2 separate regions of the Zea mays genome follow, and region 1 is linked to region 2. The links are chromatin contacts, called in public Hi-C maps. All regions are on one chromosome and are shown on one strand. Each heading gives the region's core, a stretch centred on a gene start, on an enhancer-like site or on the middle of the called end of the contact. The rest is flanking DNA. Distances are from core to core; before and after follow the strand shown.

Evidence for each region. A called contact is a pair of places that touch in the nucleus more often than the background predicts.
Region 1: a contact with region 2 is called in a Hi-C map of bundle sheath, with 2.8 times the contacts expected there. The contact joins the promoter of LOC100383187 here to the promoter of LOC103641715 in region 2. A contact is called at or near these places in 8 of 25 Hi-C or Micro-C datasets (bundle sheath, ear, endosperm and 3 more).

Annotation. Positions count from the first base shown.
Region 1 is chr10:124,589,159-124,596,004 of Zm-B73-REFERENCE-NAM-5.0, forward strand. It overlaps LOC100383187, which reads left to right and starts at 4,293. Exons shown (of 2, transcript NM_001350032.1): 1 at 4,293-4,572; 2 at 5,969-6,846. The coding sequence starts at 6,107.
Region 2 is chr10:124,403,418-124,409,993 of Zm-B73-REFERENCE-NAM-5.0, forward strand. LOC103641715 reads left to right here and starts at 1,957. Exons shown (of 2, transcript XM_008665030.4): 1 at 1,957-2,436; 2 at 2,798-3,485. The coding sequence starts at 2,274. The coding sequence ends at 3,162. LOC542015 (somatic embryogenesis receptor-like kinase 1) reads right to left here. Exons shown (of 11, transcript NM_001111662.1): 5 at 6,186-6,257; 6 at 6,029-6,100; 7 at 5,799-5,911; 8 at 5,538-5,666; 9 at 5,106-5,447; 10 at 4,590-4,984; 11 at 3,940-4,440. The coding sequence ends at 4,129.

The sequences.
Region 1 (6,846 bases), core at 3,043-5,542, 190 kb after region 2:
GATTGTTGCCTTCCTAAGCTCTCCATTCTCACTTGTGATATTGCTCTAAGTCTAATTCATACTTTGATAGAGCAATCAAGTGAAAGGAACCACTCTTTTTTCCCTCTTCTCATATAAACTTGGTTTTAGTTCACACTATCCCTTTTATTAGACCAAGTTTGTGTTGTGTAAGTCATATTTTGTAGGATCACATATTAGGTGTTTTCACATTCACACGTCCTAAAGCATCTCATAATACATTAGCATCATGAGTTGTTCCCTCCCAACCACCCAACACATAAGTGAAAACAAATATCAAAATCTATGATTGCCATTACATTTTGAGTCTCATAGGACTTCTTACCACGTATGGAATGCTCCATATTTCTAGAAACATTAGCTCTTACATGTGTACTATCAATAGCTCCAATACTATCCTAGTTTAAGGGCAATACAAGCATGGAACATTAGGGGACGTATGTGCAACATGAACATAGACCAAAAAACAAAATAGTGATGAGTTTCACACCTTAAAGTAAGAATTCCGTCTGTAGTTCCCTACTATTTTGGTTGGAGTGTCCAATGAAGGTGGCCTAATTAGTTTCTCTCATAGCTCACCGATTGCACGAAGAACTTTATTGAAATAACGACTAACTGTTTCCCCAGATCTACCAAAATTGGTGTCAATCAACCTATTCCTAAGGTTATTCCCAAATGTGTTTAGAAACATGTCCACTTGTTCGACACACATTTATGGATAGTGTCCTTAAGTAAACCACATTCTCTAAAAAGTTTAGTAGGCGAAAGAAACAAGCTTTTTTTCAATATAAGCATGTTTATACATGTTGTGTCATCCCTCCAAATCTTTGTGTTGAGATACTCAATTCTCATTCTATTGGTCACTTGCTTTTGATTCCTTCGAGATAACAAAAACATGGCAACACAGTTAAATTAAGCTTCATTTTCATCCTTCAACCTTCTCTTATTAAAGATGAGGTTGAATAAAGGATGAATATGCATGAAATAAATAGGAAAAAATGAAAAAATTTAAGGACATGTAGTGCATAACATAATGATGAAACACATGATTCAACCTCATAAAATATAATTTCATTTTCTTAGTATAGTTTAATAAATGGTTACATATATACCTTCGGCTTCTCGAAATTACAAGACGAAAGGTAAGGGAAATATAGCTTCATAGGCAGAGCGGTTTGATTTTATCTAACCGAAAAAGTGTATCTAATGTATCACATTGTTCCTCTATTTATAGGCATGAGGTACAATTTCGTTAGAATTACAAGTATGCCCTTCAGTCTATACATTTGTACTGACGAGTAAGCTAACAGTAGTGTTGTATTTCCTTCTTGTATCCTTGATGAACAAGTCATGGTGACCTTGTCTTGTCCTAGCCAGCTTCTTCATCACGTGCAAGTGTCAATAGTCCGAAGCTCTTAGCTTCGTTTCTACAACTATGACGACTGCTCACCGTCCCTGGACAAAGGTGTCCTTCAGTTTCTGTCCTGCTACACTTGAAAGAGACTGAAAAATAAATGGTTAGTTAATGTTTTGAGGACCTTCGCCTAAAGAGGCCCCAACACATTCTAACCCTTACATGCATTGGTGGGTGCATAAGTAATCCCTGTCCTCCTTGCATTTTATTTTCATTTTCTAGACTAAATAATCACGACCATCATTGACAATAACATATATGAAACAGCAACGCAAACTATAACCTTGATCCTTTTATCCATCTACATGTAAGCATCAAATATAAATAAAACATATGGCATGCCATAAAAATTCTCAAACCACATCATTATTTTTGGGGGAATAATCTCAAGCAAACAACAATCCAACTTATATGTATATATGCAATGTGTTAGGGATCCTGTACCTTACAACTTGAGCAAAGAAAACCGATTTGAAAGGAAAGGCTGAAGGTGGCTTGACTCCCTTTGAGAATGTCTCTATTCATTGGATGAGAATGTGAGATGAAGGATGAGCTAGCACTACATTCTATACCTTCGAATTTAATATAAAAATGTGAGATGAAGGATGAGCTAGCACTAGTGAGCACCAACATGACCACTAGGTCGCGAGCACGACGGGCCACGATGGACATTCTAGGGACCACAACGGACACCGGCGTCGCCGACCCCTATGGACATTTCACCCTGGACCATGTAGTAGCCGGCTCGGTGGCTGCTACCGTTGACGGAGCCCGACAGCCTGACAACAACTTCACTCGTGACGTCTCCATGGGAGATGCACGACATGTTGGAAGGTGTCGTGGGGAAAGGAAAAGAGAACATGAGAGCAAAAGAGAAAGTAACTCGTGGACTCATCGGTGACCATGAAGGAAGACGAAGGACACTAGGATGAAAGAGGCGGCCAGGAAGGAGACGACGGACACTAGATACGAATGAGGATGAAAATGGATTTGTGAGGGAGTTATTCGTCCAATTATAATGGACAACTAAGGACAATATCTAATGAGAGTGTACTTCTCGGGACTCTGTCTCAACACCAAACAACCAAATTTAAGTAACCTTCTTGTCTTGTCGTGTCTCGACCCACAACCAAACACATCCTCACACCATCTCCAACAAATCTTATATTCAATTCTCTATTTCATCCACTATTTCAAACTTAACTGTGCAAACAATGCTAAACAATGTCATCTATAGTGCTAGGAATTGGGCCGGACCGGCCTGAGCCCATCGTGCTTCTGGCCAAACGGGCTTGGGCCAAGAAAGCAAAAAAATAACTTTTGGGCCGAGCCCAAAGAGTAGAAACAGTGATCCAACCTGGCTCTAAAGCACGTCATGTCTTTGTTGGGTCGTGCCGGTCTAAACGAGACCCAAATATTACAACCACATAAAATCCAAATATTACAACTACATAAAATTCATAGCTTACTAAATTAAAGATATTGAATAATGCTATCATCATTTGACCACACAGAGTCCAAATATTACAGCAATATAAACTCTATAGCTTACTAAATTCAAGAAATTAAGGGCCCGTTTGGCACAGCTCCAGCTCCTGATTCTAAGCGAGGATCTGGAGGAGCCGTGCCAAACGAGTATTTTTTAAACTGATTCTCGTATGGAGCCGAAAGATTGGGAGTCGTTTTTGTGAAGAAATGTGGGATCTAAAAAAACCTGCTCCACCCTCCCTTAAAACAGCTCCTCAATCAACCAAATATGGACCTCCCCTTAAAGTTTGATCGAAATTACCCGCAATTGCCATTGGAGAAAAACATAACGAGCCCCTCTCGCAACCCTCCACGGCGTGCGTCCTCTGTCCCTGATCCCTGCCTGTTGCTGAAGGGAGCGGCGGCTAGGGTTTCGACCATCTCTAGCAGTTTCGCCGTCCTCCAGCGAGAGCTCTGCTATCCTGCGGTTCCCAGGTACGTGCTTCTTCTTACCGTGTGCTTGTGTGTTCGTCTGGCTGGCTTCCTGCTCGTCTGCAGATCACGACCGTGTGAATAGTGCATTGGATGAGGAATTTCAGAGATGTGATCGAGACCCAGATTATATCCCTACTATTCTATCCCGTTATAGGCGACATGTCCCTCAGAATGCATCAGATACATCCACCACAGGGTCGAGTAGTAGGAACATGAATAGGTTCCGTGATGATGTATCGAAGGTACTTTGGGAGTCGAGGTGATTAGAAAAGGTGGTTCGTGTCATATTTTGGATATTGTGTCGTGCTAATTTTATGCAATTTATGGATTAAACATTTGAGACCATTTTATGCACTACTATGATGGGAATATTTTATATGTTATTGTTTCATAATTTTTTTCCGTATATGCATTCTACTTATTGGTTTGTAACAAAGTTGAACTGCAAAGGGTAAAACAGACAATCGCCACAGACCACAAACTCTCAGCATACAAGAATCAGTTTACTTGCCAAACGGTTTTAAAAATGATTCTGATTCTCTAGGAGAATCAGGAGGATCAGATCCTCAAGAGGATCAGGATCTGGAGCTAAAGAAGCAGGAGCTGGAGCTTTGCCAAACGGGCCCTAAACAATATGAGTTTTATTGGGCTGTGTGGAACCAAGACCGATCCATGTGTACGGACCGTGACGGGTCCAATGGACCGGAATTTGAGGCATGACTTAGACCTGTCTTCGAGTCATGCTAGCTCGGCTTATATTATTTCGTAGTTCGTGATTTGGGTTCCTATTTTTAGATCGTGCTCGTGGTGGCCAAAATATTTGATCTATATTCTCATTATTATTATTTATTACAGTGCCTTGTCCCTATTTTACAGGATCCATCTTCTAGAGCCTCACAGGCAGGGTAGAGGAATACAGAGGAGATAGAGGAAAGTCACTGGTGATCCATCCGGGGAGGGCGGCGGTCGCCTCCTCTTCCCCTGCGGCCGAGCTCGCCAGTCGCCTGAACTTGTCTCGCCCGCTGCCGATCTCCTCTCTCCGCTCGTCGCGCCGCAACCTGGAGAGGGGACCGCGCTCGGTCGACTGCCACCTGGGGAGCGGGTGGGCGGCGTCCGCCCTCTGCACTCCCCGGTGTCCCCGCGACCGGTTCCGGCGCGGCCGGCACACAGGTTCGCAGGTAGGTCTCCGTCCGCACAGCGCCCCGATCTTCTCTCTCCTTTACACGCCAACAGCTCGCCCCTCTCCGTCTGCTTGATTCTGCTCCAGGCTCCAGCCTCAGACCGGCACTCGCTCAAAAATGTCATTACGCACCCAATCCGCTTGTAGCTGTATGCTGGAACCTACTCTGCCTTGTCTTCTTGCATCACACTAAGAATGCGCGCAACCCCCACCCACCCACGGGCCACGACTAGGCCGGCCTTTGCTGCTGTCCTACTTTGCCACCCACGACATTGGCCGGCGACGAGCACCACCAGGACAGCAGGTATTCCCTCCCCTTGGTCTTCCCTTCCTGCTGTGCGAAGTCGTGCGCCCAAACTGTAACGTAATTCGTAGGTCAAAACATGCGCCCAAACCCTAAAATACTATTCGTAATCGGATCTGAATCCAATTACAAGTGTATATGCATGTGAGAAAATTGCATTTTTAGGACTCCTTTTATCGCCGCTTCGACAAAACGAGTCAGCTTTAGTTGTTTTCGCGAAAATGACACAAATACGTCGTCCGTCCTTGATTTTTTAGGACATGAATAGTTTAGATAGCAGATTTCAATCCTTTTTAATAAGTTTTATAGTTTTTTGTCTCTCCAGAACATAAGAAAGGACCAAATTAACCCAAGCAGATAGATCTCACGGAACCCTACGTTCTTTCCTCCTGTTCCAGTAACCTCTATTCTTTTCTCAGGATTTCCTGATGGTTTGCAACACCGTGGAATCCTTCTTTCTTCTTTCCAGAGCTAGCAGTGTCAGCAAAAGCAGACACGGTCCGTCTTTGCTTGTTACATATACATGAAAATTAAAAAGGAACAATGTCTTTTGAGTTTTTAAACAATAAAGTCCTAAAAATTAAACCGCCACACATTATTTATGCCATTTTCTAGAACTCAAACATAAGTGTGTCAAATGGTCGAAGCGGCACGAAGATCCTAAAAAGTAAAAAAAAAACTCGATGCATGTATTATTATGCCTACTAAATTTGGTTGCTTTGCAAAAATTATTGGGTGTACATGTGTAGGCACGAAGATCCTAAAAAGTCAAAAAAAACTCGATGCATGTATTATTATGCCTACTAAATTCGGTTTCTTTGCAAAAATTATTGGGTGTACATGTGTACGTCCATGTCCTTTACTAGGTCCGCCCCTGCTGTCCCAAACCCTAATTTAAGCTATTTGTATTTGGATCTGAACTAGTTGCAAGCACAAGCATATACATGAGCTGCACCTACTAACTTCGATTTGTTGCAAAATTGTCAGGTGTATATGTGTACTTGTCCACCCATGTCTTATACTGGGTCCACCCCTGTTAACAAGTTGCAAGTTTCACGATTTTAATTAACATTTGTTTCCTTCTGGCCAGGGTTTGAAAACTTCTTGTATGCTCACGCGTTCGGCGCTGATTGTTGAAAGTAGCTTTGGGACTCTGAGGACCTAAATTCTAATCAATTGTGAAATCTGAAAGGTGTAGCTATTTGTACTTCTGGAGGTGTGGGAAGAAATGGAATGCAACAAAGATGAGGCCCAAAGGGCGAAGGGTATTGCAAAGAAGAAGTTTGAAGCAGGGGACTTGCAGGGTGCCAGGAAATTCGCCCTCAAGGCTCAGACTCTCTTTCCTGCGCTTGAGGGCGTTGATCAAATGATCGCCACCTTTGATATCTATCTTGCTTCAGAAGGGAAGGTTGCTGGGGAGAAGGACTGGTACTCTATCCTTTCCGTTCCCATGAACGCAAACGATGAAAAGATCAAGAAACAGTACAGGAAGTTGGTTCTTCAGTTCCACCCTGATAAAAACAAGTCAGTGGGCGCTGAGGGTGCTTTCCAGATGGTTCAAGAGGCATACACGGTGCTATCCGATAGAACCAAGCGAGCTGTATATGACCAAAAGAGGAATGTGAGGACATTCCAACAGAGGACAGCACAATCAGGTAAAGCAAGCACGGTCCCTGGTGCATCCAATGGCTTCTATAATTTCGCAGCTAATGCTGCTACTGCCTCCAAGCGGACAGTAAACAAGCAAACAGTGGGATCAGCAACACATGCCCCATCTGCACCTTCAACTGCTACTCGTGCACCTGTGGCAAAGCCTGATACATTTTGGACCTCATGCAACAAATGCAAGATGAACTATGAGTACCTCAGGGTGTATTTGAATAACCATCTTCGCTGCCCTAGTTGCCGTCAGCCATTCCTAGCAAAAGAAGTACAAAAGCCACCAGCAGGGAACGTGGTACAAGATTC
Region 2 (6,576 bases), core at 707-3,206:
TAGAAATCAGATTCCTTGTTATTAAAGACATAAATAAAATATCACACAACTAGAGAACAAAATCATCATCTAATTACAAGGCGATGTATCCAAATGGCTCCAACGTAGGCTTAGAGCTCGTTAGCCACTCTAATATTTCTTTCTCCTCCCCTTTGAACAATCCTCGTCGTATGAAATCTCTATAAACAATTGGTGGTGTAAACAGTAGAACTAAAATCAATCCATCAAGTGTTAGTTGGCAAAATCTAAATATAGAGATCAATCTGTGAATGCAACTTCTATTCTTTTCTAGATGCATAGCTTGCGCTATATATTGAGATATACACTGTATGATTTTAAACGTATATAAGTAGAAACGAAAAGAAATGTATTCTAAAAAATACAAATCGTCTCTTGATTTAAATTACAGGGAGGGAGTATATTCTATCCCACCCGAATCAGACACGTCGGCATCCTACTAGCCGGTCCATTATATATTACACTGGTAGCATTTATTTATATATATGGAGCTCACAGATTCATTGACGCCGACTGATTCAGCTTGACTGGGTCTGTTCATTAACCATGCAAACCAAACCGAGCTGGCAGAAGAATAATTTTGTACGCGCATTCAGAACCTTGTTGAGAGCAGCAAGAGCAGAATAACGTACAGAACGGCAGCACAGCCGCAGTATTTTATAGGAGTATGTACTCAGGGTGGAGCTATATATACATAGGTGGTCCTAGTGTGGACAGCGGATCGGTGTTTGGTTTCTAGGGTCTAATTTACAGTCTCTTTATTTTATTCTATTTTTCTCTAAATTATGAAATACTGAAACTAAAACTTTATTTTAGTTTTCGTATATAGCAATTAAAGAACTAAAATGGAATTAAATGTATGGACTAAAAATTAGTCACTAGAAACCAAGCATCTTCAAAATATATGTCAATGTGTGCTCAACTTTTATCTGTTTCATTCTAATTAATAAAAATCATATTTAATCATATATATATATATATATATTGTGTGTGCGCGCGCGCGTGTTTACGAAGTCTTGTGAGTTGTCTGGTACTTGCAGTAATCAAGTGTTTGGTTTTGAAAAGAATGTTGTACGTGCAACAAACTTGCAGTAGTACTAGTAGTGAACCCCGTATTCCTTTTCACATAACAGGTAGTTAATCAAATGAAGAAAGAGAATACGAGAGAGAATTTATCTATTGTTCAAATGAAGCATACTATATGACTATATATATCTTGCAGATTTGTTAAAACATGAAGAGGGGAGTTAAGATATCGCCTTTATTTTTCAAAATACCCATAAAAAAGAAGGCTTTCTTCTTCTATATATATATCTCCTTCCGGGACTACTACAGTTAATAAGCAATCTGGAGTCTGGACTCGTATAGTTTTATGATGTCCACATATGTCCTACTTAACTTAATTTGACAGTAAGTAAGCTATATTATAGTAGCGTTTTTTGTTTGTTTGTTTAACAATGGACCTCCACCCCCTGTCAACGAATTCTGGGTACGCGCCGGCCTGCTAGCTGAGGCGTGCGGCCACGGGAGAGAGAGAGAGGAAGCGCCATGCATCATGCATGCATGCATGCGCTGCTGCACCGAGAAAAAACACTCCGAGTCCGAGATGACGACGACGACGCGCGCGGCGCGCCCTAGTAAGTAGTAACTGCGAGGCCCGGGCGGCGCTTCTGAGAGTGAGAGCCAAGCTACCCACCCAGCCAGCTGCCAGCCATAAATATGCAACGAGCCACGCCCCGCCGCGCCATTGCTTTCCCTCGCGCACAGGCGTGCGTGCGATCGAGCTAGCACGGCCTTCATACGCCCACATCTACTGCTATCTATCTTCCGTCGCGCCCTCGTCATTGTCGCGCGCGTGTCGGCATCGTCTTGGTGCATGCCCAGCCGATTTCCTGCCCGGGCCGGCCGGCCGGCCCGAGGGTTGTTCATCCATGTGAATCCAACCGGGGATCCTGTGATCTATCGATCGCCCGCCCGGCGCATGCATCCATCCAGTTATTTATGGCCACCTGGACCAAGCTCTGATGCGCCTGCGCATGCCTGTGTCCTATTAAGGCTATTATATACCCGCATGCAAGCACAAGCGTCCCCTCCCAAGTCCCAACTCCCAACTCCCAACTCTGATCGCTGGGTAGCTTTGCTAGCAGCTGTGTTTGGTCTCTCTCTTTCATTCTCCTCGGCATATTGTGTTTCTTGCCGTTCTACTAGCTCGTCGAACCACCACAGAGCACCTACTACCAGGAAAGCGAGGAATAATGAGAATGCGCGAGTCCTCTGCTAGTTGCGGGATATGGCGGGCTCCAACTCCGTCAGCCCCAGCAGCAGCAGCAGCGGTCGTGTTGGTGTTCCTGCTGCTCATCGTCAGTTCGTCGTCGTCGCACGTCGTTGCCGACGACGGCGCCAGAACGACGACACCACGTGAGTTGATGCATGATTATATCTGAGCTGTAGGCTGTAGCTACTTAATTTATTTTTTTGATTCCTCTGTCGGTTCACCTTCCATGCATGTTCCAGAACTTGGAAAAGCTTGCACAAACTTCACTTGCAGCAGTGTCGATCGGTCCGACGTACTGTAGCGTGTAGAGTACATGCGCAGCGCAGTAAGTACTGACGTGTCAGGTCGACGTGGCGCGCCTCCCGTTACCATCAGAGATGGCATGACACAGCACATGTGCCATCCGAACGACGACACACGCTGACGACGTTCTTTTCTTGTTGTTGTTCCTATGTATGTATATTGCATACAGCTGCCTGTGTAACTGAAAACAACCACACGCAGGTGACCACGCCGCCCTGCTCCACGCGGAGGCATCGGCTGCTGCTGGTGCTCACGCGAGCAGCGGCAGCAGCAGGGCAACCTACTACAGACCAGCGGGCCGGAGTGAGGACGGGTCGCCGTCGGTGGTGGTGGCGGCGGCGGCGGAGGAGGAGGAGGAGGAGGATAAGCTGTGGTGGCTCAAGGAGCGCGCGGCGGCGACGGGGTCGCGGCTGCCGGACTGCGCGCACGCGTGCGGGCCGTGCTCCCCGTGCCGGCGCGTCATCGTGAGCTTCAGGTGCGCGATGCAGGCCTCCGAGTCCTGCCCCGTCGCCTACCGCTGCATGTGCCGCGGCAGGTTCTTTCGGGTGCCTTCCCCGCTAGACTAGCCTAGAGGAGGACACTGGACTGCTGCTCATACATATGCATGGACACTCGTCGATCTTTGGTTAGGAGCTAGGCATGCATTTGGCGCCAAAGCTATGTGATGTGATATATGTCAGGGACACTCGTCGTCGGTGTTGTACTGTACTGTATATGAGTAGCCGTTTGTTCTCTCTCAGTGTCACACTAGTGCTACACTGCTAGGGGTTAAATGAGTACTAGGAGTTGTGATGCATGCTGATCTCGTTTGGTTGTACTTGTACTTCAATCCCGGCCCGTTGGAAACACGAGAAATCTCACGCTGCGAACAGGTCCTTAATTACCTGTATAAGGCTGTCTTGTGACTGCCTGCGCTGCATGAGTGACACTGTTGCAGATTGCATGGTCCGTTTCTGGGGAAACGACGGCCCACCACCGTACCACGAGCGGGATTGGTAGTGGCGTAGTGCCCAGCATGGACGTGCAGTAGCAGTGAGTGATCGGTGAGCGGCGGGCTGACCGGGGTCTACCACCGATGCATGACTGACAACCTGAGCGCGCGCGCCCAGCGCAGCAATGCTGTGCTTTGCTATGCCTGCCCGCCCAGCAGCCAGCACGATACAGTCGGCAGGTCACTGCTCTCTAACCCGTACGCGCGTCACCCCGCTGTTCGAAGCGAGCCTTCACCCAAACGCAGCCACAGCAACGACGTGCTCGCCAGCTACGGACCGGGACGCCATCGCCAAAAAAAAAAAACACAACTACTCCTATTAATAAACAAACGGCTTGGCTCAACAGAGGCTGGTGTCATACGGCTCTCTAATATCAGAAAAAAAATGTCAGAGATGTCAGGTACTCAGGTTACAGAAGACGAGCACACAATTTCATCTACAGTTTCGCAGCTATCATTAAAGACAGGACCAACCACCAAGCTACCTATCCGCTGTCATATTCACAGACGACAAGGATCCCGACGGCGATCATCTACCTCCCTACCTCGGGCCGGACAGTTCGACGGCCCTGAGGTTGTAGGTGGAGTCGACGATCCAGTCGTTGTGGCGCGGGGCGAGCTCCGCCTCCTGCCGCATCACCTCCACCTTCTGCCACTGCTCCCACCGCTCCGCCAGCCCGTCGCCCTCCAGCATCCGCGCCACCTCCGACATCTTGGGCCGCTCCATCGGGGAGCCCTGCGTGCACAGCAGCGCCACCTGGATCAGCGACTCCACCTCCTGGTCCACGTACCGGCCCTGCAGGTCCGGGTCCACCAGCTGCTCCAGCTTCTTCTCCTTCAGCAGCGCCTTCACCTGCAAGCACACAACACCCCGCCACAAGCATATGCAGCAGCAGCAGCAGCTTCTTCATTTCTTTCTTCCCTCCCTCTCAGGCCTTAGCACCGAGGCTAGGTACAAGGTACCTCATAGTGTACTCATACTCAAAGATCGACTCCACCTACCCAGTCAAGGAGCATGACGTCGTCATCGTTCGCGAGACGAGCGAGGTCGAACGCCCTCTGCCCGGTGATGAGTTCCAGGAGCATGATCCCGTAGCCGAAGACGTCCGTCTTCTCGGAGGACTTCCCCGTGGAGAGGTACTCGGGGGCGATGTGGCCGATCGTCCCACGGACGGCGGTCGTCACGTGGGTGTCCTTGTAGTCCATGAGCTTGGCCAGGCCGAAGTCACCCACGACGGCTTCGAAGTCCTCGTCCAGCAGGATGTTGGCGGCCTTCACGTCGCGGTGGATGATCTTGGGATCGCAGTGGTCGTGCAGGTAGGACAGGCCTCTGGCTGACCCCAGCGCGATCCGAGCCCTCGTTTCCCATTCGAGGGGGGGCTCATTTGGCGCGCGTTCTACGAAATCAAAGCATCAGGAACAGTAGACAATCAAAGCATCAGGAACAGTAGACACTCTGTTTCCAATTAAATGCAGAAGAAAAGATTTGAGCGGCGAGAAAGAATAAGGTCTGGTTACCTCGAAGGCGCGATGCGACGCTCCCGTTAGCCATGTATGGATACACTAGCAGCCGCTCTGTAGGGGTCATGCAGAATCCACGGAGCCGGAGAAGGTTCCTGTGCACCGCCATGCTAATCAGTTCAACCTCCGTTTGGAACTGGAGCTCTCCGCCGGGGGTGCGTTCCTCCTTCAATCTCTTCACGGCTACCAGTGAACCGTCCGTTAGTCTCCCTTTGTACACCTTTCCAAAACCGCCTCTTCCCAGGACATTCCTGTTGTTAAAATTGTCCGTGGCGACTTGCAGCTCTCTCAGCGAGAACCTCTTGAGCTGTCCAAGGTGAACTTCGGGATCCTCCTCGGCTGAATGGAAAGGAGACCACATATAGATGAAATGAGTGAATAGCACAAGATGGCAGCAACCGCACTGTGGTGTATAACTATAATACCGACCAGGGACATCGAAGAATTGCTCTTCGGGTTTTCGCCTCCGCCACAATGCGTACCCAATAGCAGGCACTGCGATCAGCAACGCTGTGCCAGCTGCAACGCCTCCAGCTACTGCTCCAGTGCTGGACACGCCTGAGGGAACAGAACAGAATTAACCCAGTCAGGATATGTCATGTACCAGAGTTTGATCGTGCCAGTGCTTCGCTCTTATGCATATCACATACAGTAGCATGGTATGACGGAATATACAGCCAATCACCGTACCTTTTGATGAAGTTGGTGCTGGGGGATTGTATGGAGGGGGTGGAGAAAATGGAGGAGCCCCAGGACAAGGCTTTGTAGTACCAGGGCCGCAAAGATTTGGGTTGTTAGCAAAACTGTTACAAAAAGGGTCAGAGTTGTCAACATCATAAGACACAGGTTTTTGTTTTCAACTGGCAGGAGAGCTGCATCAGAAGATGCAACTAAGCATCCAAAATTCATCCAGAGATTACCTTATAGGTGTAAAGAGAGAAAACGAACCGCTTGATGGCACCCCTCCCGAGAGATTGTTGTTTGATAGATCCCTGCAAGATTGTCAAAAACACTTTTGCTGTTATCTACCATCCTGGACAGCTGTAATGATGTATAAAAGGGCAACAGGTAACTTACAGAACTTGGAGAGTGTTGATATTGGTCAAGGTTTTCGGAATTTGACCAGAAAGACTGTTGTTATTAAGACGGCTGTCCTTGCAAGTAGATATCCAAGGAAATAAAAATGTTACAATCCCTCCAATAGTCAATAGATAAGCTTATAGATAATGTAATAAGTAACAAGACAAGAACTAGACAATGGATTTTGCCTTTTGCCTTTCATTTTAAGAATCAAGAGAAGGAGACACAAACGGACAAGTGAATGACTGAAGTTATGAAAACCTTAGTGTCTACTAACACAAACTGAAGAGTGCATTTGGAGGAAAACTTTGTGCAAATCTATTAATGGGCACATCATGCATATATTAATGTTATGTAAGAATTTTCTATTTCTCCACATCATTGTCAG